Regions from separate parts of the Mus musculus genome. Here all the other regions are linked to region 3. A link is a contact called in public HiChIP or PLAC-seq and promoter capture Hi-C data. All regions are on one chromosome and are shown on one strand. The core of a region is the stretch at or near the end of the contact, and the rest is flanking DNA. Distances in the headings are between cores, read along the strand shown. Region 1 overlaps C2cd3 (C2 calcium-dependent domain containing 3). Region 2 holds the start of Coa4 (cytochrome c oxidase assembly factor 4). Region 3 holds the start of Lipt2 (lipoyl(octanoyl) transferase 2 (putative)).

Region 1 (2,700 bases), core at 178-2,677, 310 kb before region 3:
GTTGAGCAAACGTCTTGATTAGTAAGTGCTAAAGAGTCTCTTTATCAGAGTTGCTACAGCACATACCCCTGAAGGTCTGGGCAGCGGACGGTGTCTAAGGAGGGACATACACCCACATGCACTGGCCACTCCTCTCCATGCTGCACAGCATCACAAAGCAAGCGCCCAGCAGCCCAGCATGCACTTTGCAGGAGCCGCCCTCCCCTCCTCCCACAGGCAAGTGGATCATCAGACCTTAGGGATTCTTTAGGGTCTGGACAGAGGGGCCATCCATGGATGGAATCCCTGGAAGGGAACTTCAAGGAGGGACTAGAGAGAAACACGAAGATGGAGTCTGAACACTATGTGAAGGGAGAGGATGCCAAATGGAGGCTTGGCCTGAGCTAAGGTGTGGAGAGGGGATTTCTCAGGTGCAGAGAGCAGTCGCCAGGGTGGACGGACTGAGGAGAGGAGCTCTAGAGTAACAGCCATAGAAAAGGGAGCTGTGTGAACACCACCACCCACTCACGCAAACAAGCAAACAACAAACAACAAACCACAAAGCAGTCGGGGGAAGTCTCACCTGTTCCTCTTTAACCTCAACGAGCTGACCTGTAAAAGTTCATGTGTGCGTGTGTGTGTGTGTGTGTGTGTGTGTGTGTGTGTGTGTGTGAGAGAGAGAGAGACAGAGACAGAGACAGAGACACTGACTGACTTTGTACAGGTCCCGTGGTGTGGTTTCTTCAGAGGTGCTATTTGCTCTGCAGTGTGGTCTAATCTCAGTTCAGAGCCTCTTCATTACACCTCTAGATTTACTTCATCAGAGGCTATGTGCTTGTGGGGAGTGGTGGGTACAGGTGACTGTCTCTAGTCTTCTGTAAGCTTCTCCAGTCCTTTCTCAGTGGACATGTAGTGAGATGAATGGAAGGAATACTGGTTTGTGGTATAGATGACCCATTTCACTTATTTATAAGTAAGATGGTTTCTGTTAGTGGGTCTCAGTGATCACTGCCAAGCAGAGTTAGTAAACTCTGGTTTTCTTTCTCTGGTTTACTATGAAACTCAAACTTCAGATCTCATGGAGGCAAATGACAGGTACATCGGGCAAAACACAGGAGCTCTGCTGGAGCTAGGGGTGACCCTGGCTAGACACCAGAGCAAAACAAAGCTTTTATTCTTATCTTAGGTCCTGAGCAGAACTAGGGTTTGGCAGCTCCCCAAGGGAGCTTAGGGCTTGGCTAGGCAAGTGCTCACAACCACCCACAAGACCCCAAGTGATCCTCTAGATTGGGCTCATGGCTGAAGCTCTGCTCTTTTCCAGAGCAGTGCCCTTAAGTGAGAAACAACCCTGGAGAGATAAAACTGAAAGCAAACAGCTGCCCTGCCCGGTGAGGCTGCCTGGACGGCTGCCTCAGAGGTTGTGTGAGGGCTCTACACAGCTGCCACTGGGCTCAACTTTCACCCCCTTGGCTGGCTGCCTTTCTCTGGGGCGGCTCCCACTATCCACTCCTAAGGTAGCAACAAGGACTTCCCAGACACTGAAGACAGCAGAGAACTCAGCAGCCACAGCTATGAGTCGGGGGAAGTGGGGACAGGACACTCAGACCAGAGTCCCAGCCCTGGGCAGAAGATTGAAATTTAACCAAGCCAGTTACAGCATGGCTGGCCCCCCCCAGCTCCCTTCCCATCCCTGTTAGCACTCTCCCCATGGGGCTCTTCTACCTAAGTATTCCCTCTGTGCCTTACCACCTGGCACTTCTGTCCTTCTGAGAAGCCGTTTCTAACAGGGCCAGCCCACAGGGTTCCTGTTTACACTGTCACTGGTCCCCAGTTTCCACAATGAAGAGCCCAGGAGAGCCAGACAGACTCCTTAGCACGCTAACCAGTGCTGACTAGTGGGAAGTTTCCAAAGTCCAGACTCCATAGAGTCAGTGCCTGGCAGAGTTCCTGGACCCTGCTGCACACCAGCCTGCTCAGGTCTTGACAGGCATAGCACATGCCGGCAGGTCTACAGACCTTACCTGGGAGGTAAACACTAACTTGCGGTTTGGGTCAGGCTAGGTACCAACTAGTTCTGCCTTCTTTCCAACTCCTGTATATTCTCACCCAGGTTACTCATCTTCTTTCAAAAGTTTCAGGTAGCCTTTAGCAGAACCTTCCTGTGACCTTTAGGTCTTTTCTTGAATTCTGCAGAGTGCTAGGGACTTGGTGGTTCAAAGAAAATGAAACAGGTCAGGATCTTTGTTAACAGGAGGAGCAAAGCCATAAGGCCAGAGCCACAGTCATGAGGGCCCTGGGCTTCAGGAAGTTCCCTTGGACCTGTCTCCCTTCTGGTATGATCTGGTGAAGCTCTGCTGGCAGCTATGCAAAGGCCATAGTTCCAGTCAGATGCAGGGAAAGACAGAACCACTGGCCCCTTACCCAGGGAGCTTGCGTTCCACAGCAGAGGCAGCTCTTCAGAACAGACCAGATCGGAGCGTGCCTGTTAAGAGGCCACCCATGCTGGAGCCCTTCACCCATGTTCCTCTAAGTACCCACAGTAAAATTCATGGCTCACCAGATTGGACTTTGGTGGTATCCAAGCTTTGGTCTGTTATAGTATACCTATCTGGGGTGAATAGATATGTGTTCTGTCTCCTCAGGAAACGTTTTGTTATACACAATAAAATGGGATCTACAAATGGAGATTCAAGGCTGGACTTCTCCCTCCCTTCCCCTCTC
Region 2 (2,700 bases), core at 100-2,599, 380 kb before region 3:
AGCAAGAGAGAACTCAGGAAAGGCTTCAATAGAGATAACTTCAACCTTTGCAAAAAGTTTGTTACGACGGGGTATAAAGGCGCTAAATGCCTCTTTTCTGTCTTATTCATTAATAGGTGGTTACTGTGTTGTGTGTTGGCTACTATATTAAGAGTATACAAGGGCTGGTGAGATGGCTCAGTGGGTAAGAGCACCCGACTGCTCTTCCGAAGATCGGAAGTTCAAATCCCAGCAACCACATGGTGGCTCACAACCACCCGTAATGAGATCCGATGCCCTCTTCTGGTACGTCTGAAGACAGCTACAGTGTACTTTACATATAATAAATAAATAAATCTTTAAAAAAAAAAAAAAGAGTATACAAACAAGACCAAGCTAGAGACAATTCCTGCCCTCATGGAGTTTACAATCTAGGCAAGTAAACTGGAAGTTTACAACAGTATGTACAGACAGCTGGGAAAACGAGGCAGGTCTAATCTGTCAAGACTTTCTAGAGAACCTGACTTCCAGGATGAAACTCAAGGATGAATGAGTTAGCCAAACATGGGAAAACTATTTCTGGCTAGAGGTAGACACATGAGAGGAATCACAAGTTCGATGACTGGGCTGAAAATGTAGTTTGGTAGTAGTACAAATGTCCAACGTGGAAAAGTAAATTGAATTTGATTCTCAGCCTCGTAAAACACTTCAGTAACTGGAGAAACCAGAAGAGCAGGAAATGAAAATTGGCAGAAATAAGTAAATGATTGATCAGCAAAGCTTTGCAGCCCATGTTAGGAGTTTAAGACTATTATCATGAGGAAAAGGGGTAGGTCACAAGACGATTTAAGCACTTCTCTATATAAACCTCACCGCTACGGAGGCACAATAAAAGGGTAAATGTCTTTGCCTGGAGACCTGTATTATTAGGTAGGGCCGTCAACAAATCATACACACACACACACACACACACACACACACACAAAATAAAATCGCTTTAAGATTCACTAGGTAGACTTTGTAAATAGCACTGCAGTATATGTCCAATACATGTTGTCCTCGGTACTCCTTGAATAAAATGAGTTCAACCCATGCTTAGAAATAAGGGCAGGCTAGATGCCTGACAGCTTGGCAAGGCCTTCTAGTAAGGCATGACAAGGAAGAGGAAGGAGAGAAATACAGGCATCCAAGTCCCCTGAAGCACCTCTCCCAGTTTCAGGAGCACTCCCGCCGTCCCCACTGTGCATCCGGTGTAGGGATGCGTGCGCAGTGCTCACCCGCAGGTGCAGAAGAGCGTGCGAGCGCGTTCCGCCCCAGACGCGGGGATTCGTAGGCAATAAGGACGCCCCCTGTTCTCTCCGCAGGAAGCCGACCCAGCGGGAGCACACACGCGGAAGAACAGAGCCCTCTGCAATTCCCATTGGTGAACTCTCCGTGTAGAGCCCGCCTTCAGCCCGCCTCTTCCGGGAAAGGGCGGAAGGAGCGGACCAATGGAGACCGGATCCTAGGGAAGGCACCTTGGATCGTTCTGAGAGACTGTGTACACACCCTCAGGTGACTCCAGGCCACCTGAGAGTGACGGAGGAGGCGGGTAGCCATTATGCCTTTTCATCAGCAAGAGCTCTGACTGGACCCATGTCTGAAGTGTTACCGCATGGGTTGCCAAGTAAGCTGAAGGGCACAGGATCCAGAAAAGGAATTTCAAATGGGACATTTTTCATTCCCAAGTAAAACAAAGAAACATGTATGCACAGTGTGTCCCATGCCATAACTAGGATCTAGAATGCCCTAATTGCTGAAGTGAAAGGAAGAGGCATTTTCTATTTACATTTGTGTATTTATGTGTGGCGTTGAGGTACACGTGTGGAGAGCAGAGAACAGCAAGAATTGATTCTGTCCTAACATGTGGGTCCTGGTCTTGAACTCAGGTTGTATGGTGGCTGGCAACTTTACTCAGGAACCATCTTGCAGGGGCCAAGGGATTGATCTTTCCTCACTCTGCCTGCCTTCTCTTCCCCACTTTCATTGACAGTGCACACAAGCTCCCTGGAGACCCTTTTCTTAACTTTCCATCTCTCTAGGCTTCAGGGTGGAAAGTGAGTTATTGCACCTAGCCATATCCAGACAACTCTAATCCTCTTTTACCTCTGAATGGCATTCTGTGTCATTCCTGACCATTGAATTCTCTCTCTCTCTCTCTCTCTCTCTCTCTCTCTCACACACACACACACAATCAACCTTCCTAAATTCTGTGAGAAAAGCTCATTTTATTGATTATCTGTCATTTCACATACCATTATTATGTTTTGTATCTATTTTTGGTTTTGTTTTGGGTATTTTATTTGTATTTGGGGGGATAGGGTCTCACTATGTAGCAGTAGCTACTGTGTGTAGTAGCTAGCCTTGAATATGTAGTTCAGGCTGGCCTCAAGCTTGTGGCTTTCCTGCCTTAGCTCTCCGAGTGTTGCAATGACAAGTGTGTGCCACCGGGACCAACCTTGAAGCTTAGTTCTTTACTATGATAAGTGAAGATCATCACACATATTTATGATAAATACATATAGATCATCAAGCATATATGTACTTATATATGTATTTACCATATATGTGTATTTATCATATATCTATGTCTGGTGATTTTCACCTGTCATCAGAGAAGATAAAATTCTACTTTATAACCAGTAAACAAGATAAAATTACTTTAGCAACTTTCTCTACATA
Region 3 (2,700 bases), core at 30-2,529:
GTGAATCAGAGTAGTTCTGGGGACTCAGTCAGACTAGCAATTGCTCAGGGCCTGTCATGGTCAGTGAATCAGAGTAGTTCTGGGGACTCAGTCAGACTAGAAGCTTTCTATTGTAGAACCATCATCCCAAGGATAAGGTGAATGAATGTCCTTCAGCTGGGGCTGTCCTCAGAGATTAACGTGCACTTGAAAGTCTCCTTGAATGCCACAAGGAATGATGGCATTACTTCATCCACAGTGACAAGTCTTTGAAGCGCCTCACTCAGGGAAGTGACTCCAGTTCCAACCAGTCCACAAGGCACAATGTGCTCAAACCATGTGAGGTCGGTTGAACAGTTCAGAGCCAAGCCGTGGGACGTGATGTGTCTTCCACAGCGGACTCCTGCAAGACAAGCCAAAATATCTTAGCATAGTTATACTTCCCTTCTTTGGGAGCCTCAGGATCCCTCTGGGGCTGAAAGGTAAGGAGGCCTGGGCACAATCCCTTGAAACTTGGATGGAACACTGACTGGATCTGGGGGCTAAGTCAATGGCGGTGGGGGCTGTGGTTACACATCAGCTGCCCTTATTTTCGAGATTCGTTTAACACAAGAATTGCGTTTGCATTGGAAGTTTTAAATTTTGGCATCCTGTCTCCCGTTATGAGTCACAGGAAGAAACCTGGCAATTCATACTGAACTAGAGGACTCTTTTGTCTCAGCTCCATGAGGGAGGTCAGTGGCTCATGCCCAGAGTTCATGTCCAGCCCAGCGCTCCCCGATGTTAGCCCTGCCCAGGCTCCGCCCCGGTCCCGCCCCGGCGCGCTCACCGATCGCGCAGATCTTGCGCTCCCCCAGCCAGACGCCAGTGTAGGGCGGCGGCCGCGCGCGGGCGCCCTGCAGGCCCCGAAGTTCGCACAGTCGCACGGCGCACGCCTCCAGCGCCGCCACGTGGGTGCGCAGGCGCAGGCCTAGGAGCCGCAAGTCAAGCACCGGGTGGCAGAGCAACTGGCCCGGGCCGTGGAAAGTGGCCAGGCCGCCGCGGCCGGTGGCGCGCACCTCGGCGCCCAAGGCCCTCAGCCGCGTAGTCTCCTCGGGTGTCAGGCCACCGCGTAGCCCGCCCGTGTATACGGGCCCCGCTGGCTCGCAGACCAAGAGCACACCCGCTTTGGTCCCCGACAGGGTCCCAGGGCGAGGGTCTGCCTGTAGCCGCCGTAGCCAATGCTCCTGCAACGCCAGCAGCTCCGAGTAGTGCACCCGACCAAGCCAAACGAGCCGGACCACAGGCAGCGACATCGCGCGGGAGGCGGCGTGCGTGGGCCACGCCTTCTGGCGGGTCTCGGGGCGGGGACTCTGGGCCACGCCCCTGAGCTTCAGCCCGAGTGGAGCTTCAGTTCCCGCCTACCTGTGTGACCCGAAGTCCAGGCAGGATTGGTCTTAACCACCCATTCATTCCAATAATCATTTTTTAGTATGTTCTGTGTTCTGCAGGAACTTGGACCGTGCAGTGTAGAGTATTTGAGAAACGAAGATCCAACCCTGGAAGCTTAGGTGTTCACAGCTGACAAGCTAATATTAAAGTTTTTTTTTTTGACAATATTCAGAAATTGTCTTTCTGTTTCACCATGTAAATTCTTTTTTTTAATTTAATTAATTTATTTATTACGTATTTTCCTCAATGATGGAAAGAAAAACAGAATTCAGTAATATGTTGAGTTCCTCGAAAACTGAAAGGGAGACTAGTGTGCAAAGAGGTTTATTGTGGATCGGTGTGGGACGTAGCAGGTACTTCAAGATATATAAGACTTGAAAGAAACAGGATTAGGCAGAAGCTGTAGTTGAGCAGAGAAATAGTTGCATTAGATTCTTTCCTTAGCTATCCCCCAGGAATGCTCCGAGTCTGGCCTGACCCATTAGAATTATTCTAGATTAAAGCAAATGGGACATCCTACATAGATGGGTCACAAAAACAAGCTACTCCTGGGAAGGCACCGTTACCTTTGTAGGAGTTGCTTCCATTATGAAGCCCTGATCTCTGAAGGGAGCTCCAGCTTGAGTCATCATACAACCCAGTCCCAGAAGCCGAGGGAAGGACAGGGGACGGGAAGCCAGAATATCAAGATTAATTGTGATTAATTGGCCCAGAAACCCTTCCTGACCTGAGCTTTATACAACAGAGAATGTGCCAGAAAAGTCCCCAGAACTACAATTTGGAGAGGTAGATGTCTTATCAAAGTCTTATAAAGGGTCCTGAGCCCTCAGTCCCCAAGGCTTTTACTTAGCCCACTAGCTCACGCCCATTCTTGGGAGTGTTTTTCTTTTTTTAATAACCAGCCCCTGTTTCTAACCACACTGTGTGTCTCTGGTGTGGTATTCTAACCTGGGACATAATCTCAGATCTGCACTGACCACTAATTTTTTCCCCTTTTCTTTATTTCCTTTTCAGATATCGGCCTAAAGCCTGAGCCTACATCGTTGCACTGTGGACTTTCTCACTCTCTGAACCCCTCCACCTCTGCCATGCAGGTTCTCCCCTCCCTCCTCCATCACAGAAGATCCTCCTGCCTCTGCCTCCTACGTGCTGGGATGGACTTTGACTGTTAATAGCTCCAGTAACACTGAGTGTGGGTGGGCCAGGAAGCAGAAAGAGGAAGAACAGAATACCAACCAGAGTGAGGCTCAATGCCAAGAATTAATAAGGCGGACAGACTGGCATGGGCAA

The links. Promoter capture Hi-C pulls out the DNA fragments that hold promoters and counts their contacts. HiChIP or PLAC-seq counts read pairs in DNA pulled down with a chosen protein or histone mark.
Region 1: a contact with region 3 is called in a promoter capture Hi-C map of liver, with 3 times the contacts expected there. The contact joins the enhancer-like site here to the promoter of Lipt2 in region 3. A contact is called at or near these places in 3 of 39 promoter capture datasets (3T3-L1-derived adipocytes, liver and stem cell-derived epiblast-like cells), 2 of 115 datasets of contacts at active chromatin or transcription factors (bone marrow-derived macrophages and pancreatic cancer cells) and 1 of 9 other capture datasets (liver).
Region 2: a contact with region 3 is called in an HNF4G HiChIP or PLAC-seq map of pancreatic cancer cells. The contact joins the promoter of Coa4 here to the promoter of Lipt2 in region 3. A contact is called at or near these places in 1 of 115 datasets of contacts at active chromatin or transcription factors (pancreatic cancer cells) and 1 of 9 other capture datasets (liver).

The regions. Positions count from the first base shown.
Region 1 is chr7:100,464,583-100,467,282 of GRCm38.p6, reverse strand. All of the region lies in intron 32 of C2cd3 (C2 calcium-dependent domain containing 3), which reads right to left. It overlaps Gm10603 (a long non-coding RNA gene), which reads left to right. Exons shown (of 2, transcript XR_001778233.2): 1 at 1-2,700. Among named protein-coding and RNA genes, the nearest start is that of Gm10603, 3.4 kb to the left of the region's middle. Within about 2 kb of position 1,427, at least 171 of the 459 cell types and tissues checked have an H3K27ac peak or open chromatin away from gene starts, as enhancers often do. A contact at or near this core is called in 3T3-L1-derived adipocytes, liver and pancreatic cancer cells, where this site is marked.
Region 2 is chr7:100,535,749-100,538,448 of GRCm38.p6, reverse strand. It overlaps Coa4 (cytochrome c oxidase assembly factor 4), which reads right to left and starts at 1,349. Exons shown (of 2, transcript NM_183270.2): 1 at 1,257-1,349. Gm39058 (a long non-coding RNA gene) reads left to right here and starts at 1,330. Exons shown (of 2, transcript XR_869836.2): 1 at 1,330-1,645.
Region 3 is chr7:100,157,856-100,160,555 of GRCm38.p6, reverse strand. It overlaps Lipt2 (lipoyl(octanoyl) transferase 2 (putative)), which reads right to left and starts at 1,279. Exons shown (of 2, transcript NM_026010.2): 1 at 809-1,279; 2 at 1-382. The coding sequence starts at 1,274. The coding sequence ends at 153. Gm51452 (a long non-coding RNA gene) reads left to right here and starts at 380. Exons shown (of 2, transcript XR_003946658.1): 1 at 380-461; 2 at 2,425-2,700.